Linked DNA regions of Pan troglodytes: region 2 is linked to region 1. Evidence: chromatin contacts called from public Hi-C data. All regions are on one chromosome and are shown on one strand. The core of a region is the stretch at or near the end of the contact, and the rest is flanking DNA. Distances in the headings are between cores, read along the strand shown. Region 1 overlaps MRPS27 (mitochondrial ribosomal protein S27). Region 2 overlaps MAP1B (microtubule associated protein 1B).

Region 1 (4,606 bases), core at 680-3,179:
CTGCCACGCCTTTAACCATCACCTACAGATGGTTGGCTCCACATGTACATACCTACCCTGACTTCTCCCTTTAACTCCAGACTTGCATTTCCAATTACATAGGTGATATTTCCATTTGGGTGTCTAATAGGTATCTAAACATCACATGTTCTCTTATTTCCTCAACCTTCCACTTTCAATATGCTTTTCCTATCTCAGTAAATGACCACCACATTGGCTGGTTTACTGAGGCCAAAAATGTAGGCATCATCCTTGACCCCATTCTTTTCACACTCTATAACCAATTTGTCAATAAATCCTACAGGCTCTAGACTTGAAAAATAACTATATATTTCTCATCACCACTACTGCTAAGCCACCAGTATCTCTCATCTCCTGACCTTGTTTTAACTACTCTCCCCACCCTTATTATCTAATCTCCACCCAGCAGTCTGAGTGAGCCTTTTAAAAGATAAATCAGCCAATCAGGATAAAAACCAATAAATGCTAATCTGTGTTGCTTTTCTGTCTCTTACACTAAAAATAAAATCCATATAATTACTAATATACACATTCTCAGTCCCTAGAACAGTTCCATAAAAGGTACCTAGTAAATACCTAAAGAAATGAATCAAAGGAAGAAAAGGAAGAAAGAAAAAAGCAATTGGGTTTCCAAGGTTTGTTTACTCCCTGGTGGAAGAAATTGGTATCAAGTAATAAGGACACACCAGAAATGATCAAGTAGTAAGTATTTGTTGAAAACCTATTGTTGTGCATTTAACCATTTTTTCCTCTCTTTTTTCCCTGAGGGATTGATCTCAATGACTCAGTACCTACTGGGGGAAAACAACTTTAGAACTTTAGAACTTGATACGATATGAAAGCAATTAGCTTTTCTTATGACTATCTTAAAGGGATTGAAGCCAAGTGATTAAAGCAAAATAAAAACAAAAAAGTCCTTAAACCCCCTTCACACTAAGGCAACTTAATAGCATTAAATCTACTTGCTTACAGATGTTAAATGTCTCTCTCATAATAGCAAATCTTTTGATCATTTCATAATGAAAGCTTCTGTGTTTAGATGAGAGGCAATATGAGAAATTACCTCCCTCTACCTGAAATTTACAATTTAACTTAAAATAGCAAGATCAGGATCTATGGCCTAATTAAAATGAAAAACCCATCATTTCTTTGTGGGTTTCACATCATGCACAATGTATAACCAAACTCTGGAATGAGGTGGCTTCACTGATCACCTCTGTAGTGTGGTAACTCAAGATTGCATGTGAATCCTTCGCACCAAGGCATCTTTAGTCAAGTGAAATTGGCTGGAGCCTCAGAAAAGGTAACAGCTGCAGAGCCAGCATCTAATGAATAACATTTGCATTTTCCAAGTCAGAGAAAGGTTTGCTGCTAAATATATTATGTGGCCAATCACCTCACAGTATAGCACTGCCATGATGAATGAGGCAGAAAACTGCACAGAGCAGGGACGGCCAGGAAAGCTGGGACAGCTGCGGCGTGCAGAGGGCCAGCGCCACAGGCTTCTGGACTGTGGGCTTCCACAGTCAAAATCCCACCTCATGTTTCAGTGAGGGGCCAGCAGATGCCCAGGTTTTGTTCAAAGAGATGTGCCAAAGAAGATACTTTTTTGCTTGCTATTCAGCTCCTCAGGAATACATACTGTGGCAGATGGTTGTGGACAACAGACTATATGGGAAAATGGATCTGAAATTTGAATTCTTCATTTAACAAAACTTGAAGCTAGACAGACAATGTGGAAGTATGTCCAGAAAATAAAATGTATACTAAAAATGCCCTTCCCATTTGAAGAAAGCAATACTATTAACGATCTCAGAATATAGAAGATTGTATTGAGAACCCTGCACTATTCCCAGTAAGAGTGCAATGGCCCACAAGCCTGGGTGAGGATTCAGATTGCCTGAGGGGCTTTAAAACTTCAGATTCCTAGGATTCTTTTCACCCAGAGGGAGACTCTAATTCCCTGGGTTTGAGGTAGTGCGAGAGACTTAAACAATAGCCCCAGAAGATTGTAGCCAATCAAGCACGTCAGTTATGTTTGGGAACCATGGGAGGGAACACAAAAGAAGTCTTAGATGTTGCTCCTAAGCTCAAAGAAGATACTGAATAGGAATTCCATTGCTGGAATAAAATGAATTAAATATCTTTTAAAAATTCCTCCTACTATAAAAATAAAACAAAATATCAATTTTCCCCCAAATATATGACTGAGCTTTCAAGAAGGTAGACGTAACTGTCAGAGGCCAAAGGCAAGATGGAAACATAAACTTGGAGTGTTTAGAGGAGCAGTCCCTTTGAGGGGAGCAGTCCTTTTGAGAGCACGTGATGATCTACAGTGATGGAGAGCTTTAGTTTCAGTGACTTATGGGGACAGAGGATAAAACCAATACTTGTAAGATGAGAAGCTTGTTCAGAGATCCTCAGGTAAAGCCAGGACCACCTAAGGGAACTACACCTGAAGTGAAAAGGTAAAACTTATCACTACAATAATGCACCCTAAAAAGTAAACAACCGGGACACCTGTCCCCTGAAGATTATAAACTACAAAGTCAGCCCTCATGCCTCTTTGTGGATTTAATCCACTCTTCTTTTGGGATCCAAAATATACCAAGCTGAGAATTTTGTTTAAAGAGTTGACTTTACTATATAAAATTCTAAAAATTGTGAACTATTCTATAGAGACAAAAAAGCATATCCATGGTTGCCCGGGAATTTGAGGTATAGGGCCGGAAGCGGAAGGAGAAAAGGGTTAAAGAATAGGAGAAAACTTTGGCAGGTGACACATATGCTCATTATCTTGATCGTGGAGATGACTTTATGGACATATACACCTGTACATTGGTCAAAACTGATCAAATTGTACATTTAAATATGCATAGTTTATTTTATGTGAAGAATACCTCATCAAAGCTGTAAAAAGTAAACAATGAATAAGTTAAAAAGCAGGTTAGACACAGGTGAAGTGAGAGTGAACTGAAAGGCAGATAATTACACAGAATGCTGCAAAGATAAAAATGAGAACTGTAAAAGAGCAAAGATATAGAAATATGAATAAGAATGTATGATGAGACAATGATGAGAATTTTTTAGAATTGATAAAAAATATAGGTTTCTAGATTCAGGATATGTATACAATCTCAAGTCAAAAAAGTAAAATTATTATTTCAAAAACGATGAATGAGAGGATCTCAAAAGTGGCCAGAAAGAAAAGAGAAATTACAAAGAAAGAAACAACTATACTAACAGGTGTTTTCTCAATAGGAATGATAAAATCCAGAAAATAGAATAAAATGTTCAAAATGTTGCAAGTATAAACTATCAACCTAAAATTGCATATCTAGCAAGATTATCTTTAAAAAATAAGGGCAAAATACGGGTATGCTGGCATGTGCTTGTAGACCCAGCTACTCAGGAGGCTGAGGTGGGAGGATCACTTAAGCCCAGGAGTTGGAGGCCAGTGTGGGCAACACAGCAAGACCTCATCTCAACAAAAAAAAAAAAAAAAAAAAAAAAGATAAGGGCGAAATGAAGACATTTTTGGACAAACAAAAACAGAAAATGTATTAGCAACAAATACTCACTAAAGGAAATTTTTAGAACTCAATAAAATTGGTTAAATTGGGGGGGAACTGACTGTTTAAAATCATGTTATATGTGTTTTAAAGGATAAAACTTTATTATTAGACAAGAGCATATGGTTAGATGTGTGTGTGTGGACCTAAGGTGTCCTAAAGCATAGTAGAGTATGATGAGCATTACAATTTAAGCTAGATACGCATTTTAGAAGTTAAAGGGCAACAATCTCTAAAAAAGTAGAGGATATAATCTCCAGACCAGTGGAGGGGAAAAAAAATCGTAAAAAACAAAAACAATCCAAAAGTAAAAATCAATCCAAAAATAAAAAAGAAAGATGAAACCAATCACAAAATGTGACAGAAATAAATCCAATTATATTGGTAATCATGAAATGACAATGTAAATAGACGAAATTTTCTAGTTAAAAGATAATGATTGTCAGATTGGTTAAAAATATAAAAGCTAGCTATATAAATCATATAAACACAGAAGAGTTGAAAATTATTAAAAACACACTAGGAAGCCAAAATAAAGCTGGTACAGTTGTATTAATATCAGACACAATACATTACAGGCAAAAAGCAGTTTTATAGATTATGTGGGTCACTACATAATGACCAAAAATTCATTTTGCCAAGGTAATTTTAACCTGGTGCACACCAAAGTAACAGAGCTTCACAGTACATAACCACAAAATCTGTAGTACAGATGTGTTGAAAAACAAGCCTCTTAAAAAAGAGTGTGGTCTCTGGGGCAAAGTTGTGATAATGAAGGTCACTGAAGAAAAATATGAATCCTTTATTGAATCCTTCTAGCTTCAGGTGAGAAATGGTTTCAGTTTTTCTTTTCTACATAACTGCACATTACTGTTAACCTTTCAGGCAACACTAAATTCTTTCTGGGCTTATGGTCATCTGCATACCTTACCTAATTTATATAATAAAGAAACAGGTACAGATTATTATTGTCCTTCCTAGAAGAACTGATCTTGAAAAATACAGGCTGAAAC
Region 2 (4,606 bases), core at 1,469-3,968, 160 kb before region 1:
TAATTTTTGTCTTTTCATTGACACCCAATTTCAATGACACCCAGATTGTAATATGGGTTATCACTGAGCAGTAGGTGAACAGGTTATTTTAATTTTCTTCCTTATCTTTTTCTGTGTTTTTTACATTTTATGCAGTGGGCACATAGTATTTTACAGTCAGGAAAAAGTATACACATTTTCAAAAATGGTAAGCCAAGCATTGGAGACATGAATCACTATCGCTTTTGTATTCCTCATGGGAATGAGATTCAATAGTAAGTTACGTGTCTGGGGAAAATAGAGCTCATTTGAGTCAGAGGTTGGAAAGCTCTTATGAATACTAACCTCAGAAACCTCAAAATAGTATGTGGTAGAATAATGACATGGCACGAAAAGCCACGGATGTCAGTCTGAGTTAAGGTTAGAGTAGATACATACAACAGTCATAAGAGAAAAAAACTTACTCATCTATGATCTCCAGTTCTGGTAACCTCTAGGGTCGGTCTGTGCCTCCATATCAAACCTTTATCACAGTGCAGTGTACTGGGGCTGCTGCAACTTGGAAGCCTGGGTTCTCGTTCTGGCTGCTCTGCAAATATATTTTGTACTTAACCTTGGGCAAGTCACCAACTCTCTGAACTGAGAGTTTTCTTCCAGGGCTGGATCGTTATTCATTTTTGGAGTTTGGCATTCTGATGCACTTTCTAGCCCTGCAAGGTAAGATGTAAGTCTCCGGGGTGTCTGGCCAATGCTGAAGCAGATTGAGGCTCCTTTTGGGCCAACCCTTGGATCAGAGGTGTCCGAAGTCATCTTGGTTCAGTCGTTTTTTAATAATAAGTTACCGTGACATAAGTTATTGGAAAGGACTACAGTTGAGGGTAAGAAAGGCAGTTTGATTCTCTTGTGGAGGTTATAAAATGAAAGCAGAGATCTGTCCCTGAATATGAGGAAACCTCGTATATAGTTTAACAATGTATTTTTTTCTTACATAAAAATCTAAGTTTGAAATTACCATCAGACTAAATTTCATCCCATCTGTGGTAGAGATGGTTTTAAAATTGAGACTTTAGAGGCAGCAGATCTTTATCCTGTACACCTGATACATAAGAAAAGCCCAGTTCAGAGGACTTTAGTTTTTAACCTTAAAGACAAACATATTCAGACATATATTGTATAAGGATGTATTACAAACTTTTTTTTTTTTTTTGAGACAGGGTCTTGTTCTATCACCCAGGCTGGAGTGCAGTGGCGCGGTCTCAGCTCACTGCAACCTCCGCCTCCAGAGGCTCAAGCAGTCCTCCTGCCTCAGCCTCCCAAGTAGCTAGGACTACAGGTACATGCCACCATGCCCAGCTAATTTTTGTGTTTTTTGTAGAGACGAGGTTTTCCCATGTTGCCCAGGCTGGTCTTGAACTCCTGGGCTCAAGCAATCTGCCCTCCTCAGCCTCCCAAAGTGCTGGGATTATAGGCAAGAGCCACAGGACCTGTCCTACAAACTTCTTTTACCTTAACCATGGTATAGAAAATACAGGCTGATCCATGCATACATCTAAAATTGAAACAAAAGTTTAACAAAACAATGCCTATCCTTATTATCTGCAATGCATTATGACATTTTCTAGTCTGTTTTATTCTATACTATTAAAAAACACTGGCTTTGACCATTTCATGCTACAGTAAAGTATTGCAGCCTTCATTTGAAGAACACTGGTATAGAGGTTTTTGAAGAGGTGCGCATAAGGGAGAGAAAAACAACTGCATGTCCTGACAACTATTAAGTATCACTCATAAATTTATTTTCAGCAACGTGGGAAAGGAAAATATATCCTTTCTTTATTAAGTTAATTGTGACAGAAACTGGGACAAAAATAACGTGGGAGGAACATGTTAAAAGAGGAGATTTACACATATCCAATGTTTTCCAGCAAGAAGAATGCATCTGAAAGAGGTAAAACTGTGATTATCGAAGCAATCCTATTACACCTATGCAGATGAATGAAATCACCAACTTTAGGCAACATGAAAAAATAAAAGGGCCAAGATCAAAGTGGACCTGGTTTTATTTCTAGCGTCCATCTTGGATTTGTCTTTTTTTTTCTGAATCCCCATCTCAGGGTATGAGTCGTTATGAATCAAAGGATCACCGCCCAATAAAACCATTCTAGACAGAAACCTTTTGGGGTTGGGGGTGCACCATTCTCCTCTTCTACAGCTTCCAGACCACTCATTGCCCATGGATACCCACCAGCCTCCCACGTTCACACGACTCCATCTGCTTTTTCTGGTGTCTGTGTCTTCTGGAGCATTGACCAGGCCAGTGTAGGGTACCATTCCCTGCACCCAGAGTTTCACTCCCACCTCAAACTCTTTTACCTCCTGGGGTACATGTCCACGCTTTACTCCTCTCCTGCCCTCCAGCTTCTTTCTTTCTTTCCTCCCATTTCTCCTCTCTTCCCCTCCCTTTTGCCTTTGCTCTGCAGAGACACTGGTGCCGTGACACACATCTGAGCATGGCTGGTGGGGCTGACCAGTGGTCACCAGTGCAGGATTTAAGTGGTTGGAGCTTAATAGTAGCTACAAGTCTTTAATTTCTTCAGCAGGTTTTTAATGGCCTTTGATGCACGTTAGAAAAGACATGGAAAGTCCTGAATTCAGAGCCTTCGTGCTGGGTATTGTATAGTCAGACCAGCCCTGTCTCTGGACTGAATGGGTCTCTTGAAATCATAAATGCATTGCTTAGGGATCAGTAGCCTCGGAGTGACCTTTCTCACTCATGGCTTTCCTGAGGCTCAGAAAGGCCAGGCCTTGTCCTGGGTGAGCCAGCCTCTCAGTACCCTGATGGCATGACTCAGAAAGCTGGACAATGCCCTAGAATGACTTTCTCCATTAAGCCCAAGAAATATTGCATAGAATCAGTCTGTCTGGAAATTCCTTGTATGGAGAGGTTCTGAGACGATTGTATGTTTGGTTTGCAAGAGGATCATGGTTTAAAAAAAGAAAAAAAAGCCTAAGGCAGTGATATCATATTACTTACAGGCTTGGTTAAAAAAGATAGAGAAAATACTCCTTCAAACGTTTCCACCCTAATTCTGGATTACACTGGGGACGACAGCAAATCCCATTCCACTGGTTCTGGCTGATCTTCCCTGCATCTTGGAGCAAGGAACTCTCACTGTCTGCCTGTTTCTCCCAGCACAGCACTGCAGAGAGGCCCAGAGGCTATAAAGCCCTGCCACGTGTTTCTCCAAATGGGTGGTTTTTATTATTTCTGGAACGCAGTCCCCAGCCCCAAATCCTAATATGCTGACAAGGCAAAAGCAAAAGCGACCTGTGGAACCCCACCCAGTGACAGTTTGGTGTCCCTCCCCATCTGGGCTTGGTGCCCACCCTGTGACCCTCACTCTTCCTACTTCCCCCAAGGTGGCTGGGAGTGGAAGGCGAATTGGAGCTCATTCAAAGCCAGAGTGGAAGGGAGTGATTTAAGATCTTCCTGTGAGATGGAGTCCTGGGCGGTCGCTTATTGTGCAGACTGGATTGTGCTATGGGATCTGCTCTGCCTGTGGAGGGGGACTGTGTTTCTACATCCACCTCATTTCATCAGGCAAGGAGGAGGGGCAGGCAGTCTGCAAAATTCCGCTATGTGGTTTAACACAGTGAAGACCTGAAACCTCCTTGATCATCAGGAAAGAGATGGGGAAACTGTACCTAGGCGTTTCTAAGCCAGGAGACCGGAGCTCACTGAGGAATAATTATGTGGAAACAAATGTAAAGTTAAACCTTAAAAAGACAATTTAAAATATATTTACATAAAGTTATATACTTCTCATTTTAAAAGATGATTTAAGGAGATTTGGGCCTAAGTAAGGAGACATGAAATAAAAGAAAAAAGGGATTTTTTTTTCAGCAAAAAAAGTGCTCCCCAAGTAGAACAAGAAAAATTCTCCAGCATAAGTTTCAATTAAAAAAAAAAAAAAGTAAATTGACTCTAGCACATGGTATGGGGCTAAATAATAGAGTGGAGCAGAACTGTTATGGGTCATTTTTATATGGGCCGTAGTCCGTAAACATTTTCGACTGTGTTTTTTATTCTATTTCTTAGTAGATGAGGGGTGGCATTGAGGCATAGAGTTTTTAAGTGATTTGAAGTCAAGATATAATCATTCTTGGCCCAGCTTCATAGTTCATTCTCCAAAAATAAGATTTTCTAGTTGTTGTGTGAAATCCATAGTGAAAAGTCTGATTGCATAGGTGTCCATATGCTGGAGTTCTAATCATAGATTCTTCTGTTGTGTTCTCTTGTGTGTGTGTGAGTGTGTGCGTGAGTGTGTGCAGTTGCTATAGAAAGACAAATACCAACTAAGTGTAGAAACATCTTTGCACGTATCATAGAGAAGCTGTATAATTTTATCAGGATTTCCAGAGAAGAACATGTGAAATGTTAGTCCCAATAATTTAGTAACAAAAGAATACACTGCCGTGTTGAGATGCCAAATAGAAAAGATAATATTTAGTGCAATCCAAGTGGCAAACAAATACATTTCCTTTTTAGGGCTATGGGGTGAGGCAGTACAGTGAGGCCTTGTTTAAGTACCCTCAACAGAATCCAGCCTTTCAAAAACCAATTCAA

What was found. A called contact is a pair of places that touch in the nucleus more often than the background predicts.
Region 2: a contact with region 1 is called in a Hi-C map of stem cell-derived neural progenitor cells, with 2.6 times the contacts expected there. The contact joins two enhancer-like sites. A contact is called at or near these places in 2 of 7 Hi-C or Micro-C datasets (blood and stem cell-derived neural progenitor cells) and 1 of 1 datasets of contacts at active chromatin or transcription factors (stem cell-derived excitatory neurons).

The regions. Positions count from the first base shown.
Region 1 is chr4:43,745,549-43,750,154 of NHGRI_mPanTro3-v2.0_pri, reverse strand. The region is part of intron 2 of MRPS27 (mitochondrial ribosomal protein S27); the gene reads right to left. Among named protein-coding and RNA genes, the nearest start is that of PTCD2, 18 kb to the right of the region's middle. Within about 2 kb of position 1,929, at least 8 of the 24 cell types and tissues checked have an H3K27ac peak or open chromatin away from gene starts, as enhancers often do. A contact at or near this core is called in stem cell-derived neural progenitor cells, where this site is marked.
Region 2 is chr4:43,906,898-43,911,503 of NHGRI_mPanTro3-v2.0_pri, reverse strand. All of the region lies in intron 2 of MAP1B (microtubule associated protein 1B), which reads left to right. Among named protein-coding and RNA genes, the nearest start is that of MAP1B, 34 kb to the left of the region's middle. Within about 2 kb of position 2,718, at least 6 of the 24 cell types and tissues checked have an H3K27ac peak or open chromatin away from gene starts, as enhancers often do. A contact at or near this core is called in stem cell-derived neural progenitor cells, where this site is marked.